3 separate regions of the Mus musculus genome follow, and all the other regions are linked to region 2. The links are chromatin contacts, called in public Hi-C and HiChIP or PLAC-seq maps. All regions are on one chromosome and are shown on one strand. Each heading gives the region's core, a stretch centred on a gene start, on an enhancer-like site or on the middle of the called end of the contact. The rest is flanking DNA. Distances are from core to core; before and after follow the strand shown. Region 1 has its middle 33 kb from the start of Pum2. Region 2 holds the start of Pum2 (pumilio RNA-binding family member 2). Region 3 overlaps Pum2 (pumilio RNA-binding family member 2).

The links. Hi-C and Micro-C count contacts between places; a contact is called where the count stands out from the background. HiChIP or PLAC-seq counts read pairs in DNA pulled down with a chosen protein or histone mark.
Region 1: a contact with region 2 is called in a Hi-C map of myeloid progenitors, with 3 times the contacts expected there. The contact joins the enhancer-like site here to the promoter of Pum2 in region 2. A contact is called at or near these places in 7 of 39 promoter capture datasets (3T3-L1-derived adipocytes, the C10 cell line, the HPC-7 cell line and 2 more), 1 of 15 datasets of contacts at CTCF or cohesin (pro-B cells), 84 of 484 Hi-C or Micro-C datasets (the AML12 cell line, B cells, the Ba/F3 cell line and 50 more), 26 of 115 datasets of contacts at active chromatin or transcription factors (the 230-238 cell line, CD8 T cells, the HPC-7 cell line and 18 more) and 3 of 9 other capture datasets (adipose tissue, liver and pancreatic islet).
Region 3: a contact with region 2 is called in an H3K27ac HiChIP or PLAC-seq map of embryonic stem cells, with 7 read pairs. The contact joins the enhancer-like site here to the promoter of Pum2 in region 2. A contact is called at or near these places in 4 of 39 promoter capture datasets (the C10 cell line, the HPC-7 cell line, hematopoietic stem and progenitor cells and 1 more), 2 of 15 datasets of contacts at CTCF or cohesin (CD8 T cells and the NIH/3T3 cell line), 3 of 484 Hi-C or Micro-C datasets (nephron progenitors, pancreatic cancer cells and round spermatid), 10 of 115 datasets of contacts at active chromatin or transcription factors (the 230-238 cell line, CD8 T cells, the HPC-7 cell line and 5 more) and 3 of 9 other capture datasets (adipose tissue, liver and pancreatic islet).

What each region holds. Positions count from the first base shown.
Region 1 is chr12:8,639,460-8,642,159 of GRCm38.p6, forward strand. No RefSeq gene overlaps it. Among named protein-coding and RNA genes, the nearest start is that of Pum2, 33 kb to the right of the region's middle. Within about 2 kb of position 1,357, at least 448 of the 459 cell types and tissues checked have an H3K27ac peak or open chromatin away from gene starts, as enhancers often do. A contact at or near this core is called in the 230-238 cell line, 3T3-L1-derived adipocytes, the AML12 cell line and 68 more, where this site is marked.
Region 2 is chr12:8,672,952-8,675,651 of GRCm38.p6, forward strand. Pum2 (pumilio RNA-binding family member 2) reads left to right here and starts at 1,308. Exons shown (of 21, transcript NM_001160220.1): 1 at 1,308-1,529.
Region 3 is chr12:8,711,948-8,714,647 of GRCm38.p6, forward strand. It overlaps Pum2 (pumilio RNA-binding family member 2), which reads left to right. Exons shown (of 21, transcript NM_001160220.1): 6 at 1,413-1,683; 7 at 1,897-1,990. Among named protein-coding and RNA genes, the nearest start is that of Pum2, 39 kb to the left of the region's middle. Within about 2 kb of position 1,439, at least 6 of the 459 cell types and tissues checked have an H3K27ac peak or open chromatin away from gene starts, as enhancers often do.

The sequences.
Region 1 (2,700 bases), core at 107-2,606, 33 kb before region 2:
ATCCTTAATCATCAGGGAAATGCAAATCAAAACAACCCTGAGATTCCACCTCACACCAGTCAGAATGGCTAAGATCAAAAATTCAGGTGACAGCAGATGCTGGCGAGGATGTGGAGAAAGAGGAACACTCCTCCATTGTTGGTGGGATTGCAAGCTTGTACAAGCACTCTGGAAGTCAGTCTGGAAGATCCTCAGAAAATTGGACATAGTACTGCCGGTAGATCCAGCAATGCCTCTCCTGGGCATATACCCAGAAGAAGTTCCAACTGGTAATAAGAACACATGCTCCACTATGTTCATAGCAGCCTTATTTATAATAGCCAGAAGCTGGAAAGAACCCAGATGTCCCTCAACAGAAGAATGGATACAGAAAATGTGGTACATGTACACAATGGAGTATTACTCAGCTATTAAAAACAATGGATTTATGAAAGTCTTGGACAAATGGATGTATCTGGAGGATATCATCCTTAGTGAGGTAACCCAATCACAAAAGAAGTCATTAGGTAGGCACTCACTGATAAGTGGATATTAGCCCAGAAACATAGAACACCCAAGATACAATTTGCAAAACACAAGAAAATCAAGCAGAGGGAAGACCAATGGGTGGATACTTCATTTCTCCTTAGATTGGGAACAAAATACTAAAAGGAGTTACAGAGACAAAGTTTGGCGCTAAGACGAAAGGATGGACCATCCAGAGACTACCCCACCTGGGGATCCATCCCACAATCAGCCACCAAACCCAAACACTATTGCACAATGCCTGATAGATTTTGCTGAAAGGACCCTGTTATAGCTGTCTTATATGAGGCTATGTCAGTGCATGGCAAATACAGAAGTGGATGCTCACAGTCATCTATAAGATGGAACACAGGGCCCCCAATGAAGAAGCTAGAGTAAGCACCCAAGGAGCTGAAGGGGTCTGCACCCCTATAGGTGGAACAACAATAGAACTAACCAGTACCCCCAGAGCTCATATCTCCAGCTGCATATGTAGCAGAAGATGGCCTAGTCGGCCATCACTGGGAAGAGAGGCCCCTTGGTATTGCAAACTTTATATACCCCAATACAGGGAAGAACCGGGAGTGGGAAGGTAGGGGAGCAGGGCAGAGGGAGGGTATAGAAAACTTTCCGGATAGCATTTGAAATGTATATAAAGAAAATATCTAATAAAAATAAATAAATTAAATAAATAAAGTCTAGTCCCATGAAAAAGAAAACAAAAACAAAAAACAAAAAACAAAAAAATCAACCCAGTCTCGAAAAAAAAAAAAAAAAGAAAAAGGGGGCGAGGCTCAGAGGACCCAAAGCCGGAACAGAACTACAACTCCCAGCATGCCTCGAGGCTGAGGCAGGGACATGCCCGCCACTGCACTGACCTGAGATGGCGGGAGAGAGACTTCCTGTCCACGGCCAGTGACTGCCTGCTTCCAATCCGCTGTCCCCGGGACAGCGGCGCTCACGGCGGCGGCGGAGAGACCCTGGCGGGCCGTTTTCGGGTGGCAGCGGCGGGAAAACAGGAGGCTCGGGTCTGTGCACGCGCTCTGCTTGAGAGTGCTGGTCTGTGGCGGGAAGTCCCGCCCACTCCGCTGTGATTGACGGCAGCAGCTTCCAATCGGGAAGCTTCCCCACTCACTGTTTCCAGGAGCAGGGAACAGCGCCAGAAGTCCCGCCCGCCCGACCGTGACTGACAGCCCCAGAGACTGAAACCGCCCCCCCCCGCCCCCCGCAGAGAGATCCGCGTCTGCAAAGACAAGGGCGGGCGGCCGTGATTTTTATATAAAATAAAAAAAGTCTCGTGTGCTTATCGTGTGGGAGCTCACGCTGTAGCCCAGGTTGACCTCGAACTCAGAGATCCACTGCCTCTGCCTCGTCCCAAGTGCTGCTGGGATGAAAAGCGTGTGCCACCCCTGCCTGGAGACCCTAAAACTCTTAAACCCCAAAAATAAAACCCTAGCATTTTAAATAAAAATACTCAAGAGCACTAAACACTACTCTTTAAAAAAGCAGCAAAACCCTGACACCCCCCAAAAAACTCTAAATGTCTGGGGCGAGGCCGGAGCGCTCAGAGGTCCTGTCACTCGATTCCCAGAGACCCCCACGCAGGCTCACACCCTGTGCAGCTATAGTGAGCTCACATAGACGCGAGATAGATGAATAAATCTTATAAAAATCACCTGAGACACACGAGAACCCGTCCTGTACTGGGGCTTCAGAAATACTGAAACAAAAGAATGCAAACGGGAAAAAGCATCCTTCTTTGCATAGGTTTAATAAATTACTAAGGGTGCCATCCTTGGGTCGCTGACATCTTGTCTTCATAGGAACTAGACTAGAAAGAAAACCACTCAATGTCTGTAGCTATTTCCCAGCCTTAATGATGTAAAATATTGTACTTCTTTATAAACAGGCTGTTGACCCTACTTTAACTCAATGGACTGCTAGAATCAAGAATTATTCTATCAGAGAGCACAGACAGATCAGACACGCTGGCTGCACAGCATATTCAGAACTTCCAAGGGATTTATTAATCAGAGCAGGGCATTGTAGGCCTTAGCCTGGCTCACAGAACCAAAAGTAGTCACCCAGCTTGTGGAACAGGACTTTGCTATACAAGTAGTCACCCCTGTTCATGTCTTTGTTCTCTATGCCCTTTGTTACCCATAGTAATCTGTGGACAGAAACTATTGAATGGAA
Region 2 (2,700 bases), core at 58-2,557:
TTCCACTACTTTTAGCATTGGACTTCCTAGTCTTCAGACGCTTGGGAAGTAAATTTATTTTCTTTATTAATGACCTGATTTAGTATTCTGTCAAAGCGATACAACAGTAAGATTTTTATTTATTTATTTATTTATTTATTTTGGTTTTGGTTTTTTGAGACAGGGTTTCTCTGTATAGCCCTGGCTGTCCTGGAACTCACTTTGTAGACCAGGCTGGCCTTGAACTCAGAAATCCGACTGCCTCTGACTCCCAAGTGCTGGGATTAAAGGCGTGCGCCACCACGCCCGGCAAGATAAATTTTAAATCAGTCTGTCTTTATAATGATGAAAACCCAAAGAGCTGTGTTTAACAGGCACTAGGATACATCACATGAACAAAGCACATACAGTCCTTAGCCTGGTAGAGCTCACAGATGCCTAGGGAAGACACTGAGTTAATTAAAAGGCCCTGGATTGTCAAAACCAGGAGGTAAGCCATTAATTAGGAAGTTGTCCCATGAGGGCCTAAACTCTCCAAGAGAGGTGTGATAGAAAGTGGTCCCAACGACTGCGACCAAATCTTTGGAGCCATTGTTGTTCCCTGCAGATTTCAAGGAAGGGCAAGACAATTCTGTAACTGGTAATAAGAAAACATTCAGTCTGATACATAGCCAAGGTAGTTTCTTTTGTGCTTACCCAGTACCCCTGGCTCATCAATTGCAGGAAGTCAGTAACACTTGCCTACTGTAGACGATAACAAGGTGCATTTTTTTTTTATCCCTAAACCTCCAACATTTGAGTGGAAAAGGGGAGATAAACGTTGAGCGGTAGGGCTGTATTAAGGTCTACAACTCCTGTAGGTGCCAGCATACCGGAAGTAGGGGGAAAGAGACTTCAATTTTGGGGTGCATGGGCAGCAGTGCTTACACACAGGCAGTTTAGGGAGAACAATGAGATATCCGGGAGGAAGCGGTGGATGAATAAATTCAGTCTCACACAGAAAGTCGGGGGTTTGCAGCACCACACGAGGCGCGTGACCAGCCCCGGGAGCAGAGCGCCAGAGGTCCGGCGTGCAGGCCAGCCCTGATCCCAGAAGGTAAAGGCCGGGAAGTGCACGCCCGATGGCGGCCTCACCCGCGAGGAGAGCGCCGCGCCAGTGCGCACGCGCGGAGCCCCGGCCGGCCCCCTGCGCCCGGCGCGCGGGAGAAGTACGCACTTCACTGCGAGGCGTCGCGGCTGGGTGAGTGCTCCCCCCTTTCTCCCGCAGTGCTTTGCGCGCGGCCGGTGGGCGGGGGAGGGAGGGGAGGGGAGGCGGCGGCGGCAGCCATGTTGTTGTGAGTCTCTGTGCCTCACCCTCGGTACTTCGGTGGTTCGGAGGAGGAGGGGGAGGAGAAGAAGGAGGTGGGGTGGGGGGGAGGGAGGTAGGAGGAGGAGAAAGAAGACGTCGCCGCCACCGGAGGCGGAGGGGGAGGACGGACGGCCGAGAGCGTCGCCGCCGGTGCCCAACGGTCGGTGTCCCCCGGCTGAGGCAGCGCGGCCGCAGCAGCCCTGTAAGTCAGCCCGCGCTCGCTTCGTCGGGTCCGTGGGCGCCGCGGGGGCCGGCTCTGGGCTTTGTGTGGCGGCCTCCGCGGGAGCAGGCCTCGGGCGGGAACGGGTCGGGCCTGGGCGGGGATCGCGGCGGGCCGCGGCCTGGGCCCCGCTCGCACAATGCCGGGGGAGGGGAGCCGGAAGGGGGTGTGCGCCGGCGGGGGAGGGGGCGCACTCGCCGCTTTCCCGCTTCCTTCCCGCGCCCCGCGCCCTTTGCCGGCCTTAGTGACCAGATCCGTGTGGGTGCCAGGCGGCCTCCAGCCCCTCGGTGCCCACAGTCTGGAAGAAGCACGGTGAATCCAGAGAAACGTGCGAGGTGGAAGTGGGTGAAGCGGAAGGAGTGGGTTTATGAGAGCGAGGGTGGGTGGGCGGGGGTCGCTAGGTTGGGGTGCGGGGTGGTCCTCTGGCCTGCGAGTGTCCAGGAAAACCTTGGCAAACGGATGTGAATGTGAAAGAAAATCGGGACTGGGGTTCGACCTGTTCAGGTGCCTTAGAAAGGAACGTGGTGCTTTTTGTTAGGGGAACATCTCTTCGGTACCCGAAGAACGAGGAACTTGAAAGCCGAAGACCAAAACAGCGACTTCAGATATTCGAACCTTAGTTTTGCTTGTGAATACGGTCAAATTTGAGGGGAAATAAACTGTGCGGAGTTTATGGCCGAACACGTGTAAAGTTAGTGCTTCTTCCAAGAATACGGCTTTAGAAACCCTTCTTTTTCCTCGTAGCCTTTTATTCTGTAACAGCTGAACTTTTGGGGAAGGGAATGGAATTCAGACGTTTTATGTACAAAAGAAGACATGCTATGATAGTTTTTTTCAGATTTAAAGAAATCTGGAGGAAGGGGTTTTCTGTGATGATTTCAGGAGAAATGTTTTTAAATGCTTAGCAGGGTGCAGTGCCTGGAAACGATACAGTGTGTCACGAAAGCAGTTTTAAGGAGTTACCTTGGCGTGTTTGAAGCTTGTTCACCGCTTAGATTCGTGACTCCTAACCATGTGACCGGGTGAATGGAGGATGGTTTAGGGAATTCTGGCCAGGAATCCTGTTAAAAATACAAAGATGGATTATTTTTAATTGGTTAATAATAAGCCTCTGTTGCTAGTCCGATATCCTGCTGTTTATAAATGATTTACA
Region 3 (2,700 bases), core at 189-2,688, 39 kb after region 2:
GAAACCCTGTCTCGAAAAAACAAAAACAAACAAACAAATAAACAAACAAAAAAAGAATTACTTTGTAAACTGCTGTATGATAGCAAACTTATGCCAGTGTGGAACATCTTAAATTAGAGGCTGTTAAGTTTGATGAACAGCTGGTGTTCGACACAAGTAAAACACTCATTACTACTAAACTTAGGTACTTATATACTTTGAATGTGTTATGAATGCATAGTTTCTCAGAGCAATACACTTAAAGTAAGATTCCTATATAAAACATATATAAGAAAAGATAGACTATGTTAGGATTAAAAACAGTGTAAAAAGAATATTAGAGGGGCTCACTAGTTAAGAGTACTGGCTGCTCTTCCAGAGGTTGAGTTCAATTCCCAGCAACCACATGGTGGCTCACAACCAACCATCTATAATGAGATCTGGACCCCTTTTCTGGCCTGCAGGTATACATGCAGGCAGAATACTGCATCATCATCATCATCATCAGTAGTAGTAGTAGTAGTAGTAGTAGTAGTAGTAGTATGTCAGAAACATGAACAATGTTGATGAGAAGAGAAACCAATGCTGAAATTTTAATTCAGTATTAGTGAATTTCTTGTGAAAATTAGGGTAGTGTGGTGCAGCGGGGTTGGTATTTTGTTTATATAAAATTGTGTGTGTTCTGTATACTTTTTAAGTTTTCAAAATTTACTACATTTACCTTTAAAGAGAAACAACTTGGAACAGTAGAGATGATCTTTGGGTAGCTGTTTATTGTATAGGGCTTTCATAAAGGCTCGCTGTTTGGCTGCTACTCCCTTTCTTGCTTGCTCTTCTGTTCTTTTAGCTAAAACTACCCAGTCTTACATTTATTCTCATTAAGGAAGCAAGTGCAAAAGATAAAAGGGTTTGCACAGAAAAAAACCTTTGAAAGTCACAGTTGTGAGTCAGCTTTTGTTTTAGTTTAGATTTCTTTCACTCACGGAAACTTAACCATCATGTCTGGTTAGTTTTTTGATAAGTGGAATTTTGAGCTTTGCCATATTTGGGGTTTTTTTTTTTTTGCCATATTTGTTATTTAATAGTTGTTTTTTATTCTTAATTTTTGTCTATGGCTTTAGACAAAAGTTTCAAGTAGTATAGTTGTAAATTTTGACAAATTTTCTTACCTGTGTCTTTGTCTTATCTGTATGATTGAGTTATATGATTATGCTATTCAAATTGAGGAGAGTGATAAAATTAAAAATACTGAAACTGTTACCTTAAGTAGTTACGAAATAGGAAAAGATATGAGAAATGGAACATTTGATGACTCAGAAAGCCTTACTTATTCTTCATATTTTGGGACTTTTTTCCCCTTCATACTTAACTATTTTATTTACCCTTGGATTTGCTCCGTTTACTCATAGTGCTCTTCTGTTTTCTTTACTTAGTCGCACTCCTGGAAGTCGCCAAGCCTCTCCAACTGAAGTAGTTGAGCGCCTTGGCCCTAGTACTAATCCCCCAGAAGGATTGGGCCCTCTTCCTAATCCGACAGCGAATAAACCACTTGTTGAAGAATTTTCAAACCCTGAAACTCAGAATCTGGATGCAATGGACCAAGTTGGTCTGGATTCCTTACAGTTTGACTATCCTGGTAATCAGGTACCCATGGATTCTTCAGGAGCTACTGTAGGCCTTTTTGACTACAATTCCCAACAGCAGGTAAAGAGACTTCTGTAACACTATTATTAGTGAAATCTGAAGTGGTATGACTCACTAGGAATGATAAGGGTTTTGACACTTAATGCTTTATTGATTAAAATGTCATTATGGTTAAGAAAGTTCTTCAAATAAGTGTTTAAAATATTCATAGCTTTTTAATGAGAATTGCGATGTTTTGGTATTAATCTTTGTATTAAATATTTTCCTGGATAGCTCTTTCAGAGGACTAGTGCACTAACAGTTCAGCAGTTAACTGCAGCTCAGCAGCAGCAGTATGCATTAGCAGCAGCTCAGCAGCCACATATAGGTAAGTCTTTTCAATTAAGTTACACCTTTTCATTATTAGAAGAAAAAGCTGGTATTAATGTATTTAAACTTTCCTTTTATTTCTTAATGTCTTGTTTACATTTTGTTACTTTCTGAAACACCTCTGAGGTTAGTAGTAACAGATTACACACTAAAGATTATGATTAATGGAGGGAATCATTTTGATTATTTGCATCATTGGTTAAATCTGTCTGTAATTTGGGCCAGCAAGATGCTCCAGTGCGTTTGTCACAAAGCCTGATGACCCAAATTTGATCTTAAAATCCAGGATCTATGGGGAAGGAGAGTGCCAGCTCCACAGGTTATCATCTGACCTCCACATGTGCTCTGTGGCGTGAAAACACACTCACACATACATTTGAAAATTTATACTTGATAAATGTTGTTAGTTTTTAAGATTTTTTTTCTCAGTTGATAATTGGTAATCAAAGATCTAGAAATAAAATGTTATTATTTATATAATCTATTTTCCAGTCAGAACGCTCATTTTTAGATTTAATCTAAAACAAGAATACTAAAAAATTTTCTGTAAAATTAACTTTTTTGATATCTAGTTCTAACTAATGTGAATTAACTCAGCCATATAATTATTACTGATAAAATTCAAGTTTGGTACATGTTTTGTTGTCTATATTTAGTTATTTTTGTCTTTCTTGTTTTTCCTACCACTTGCACATCTTTACTGTTTAA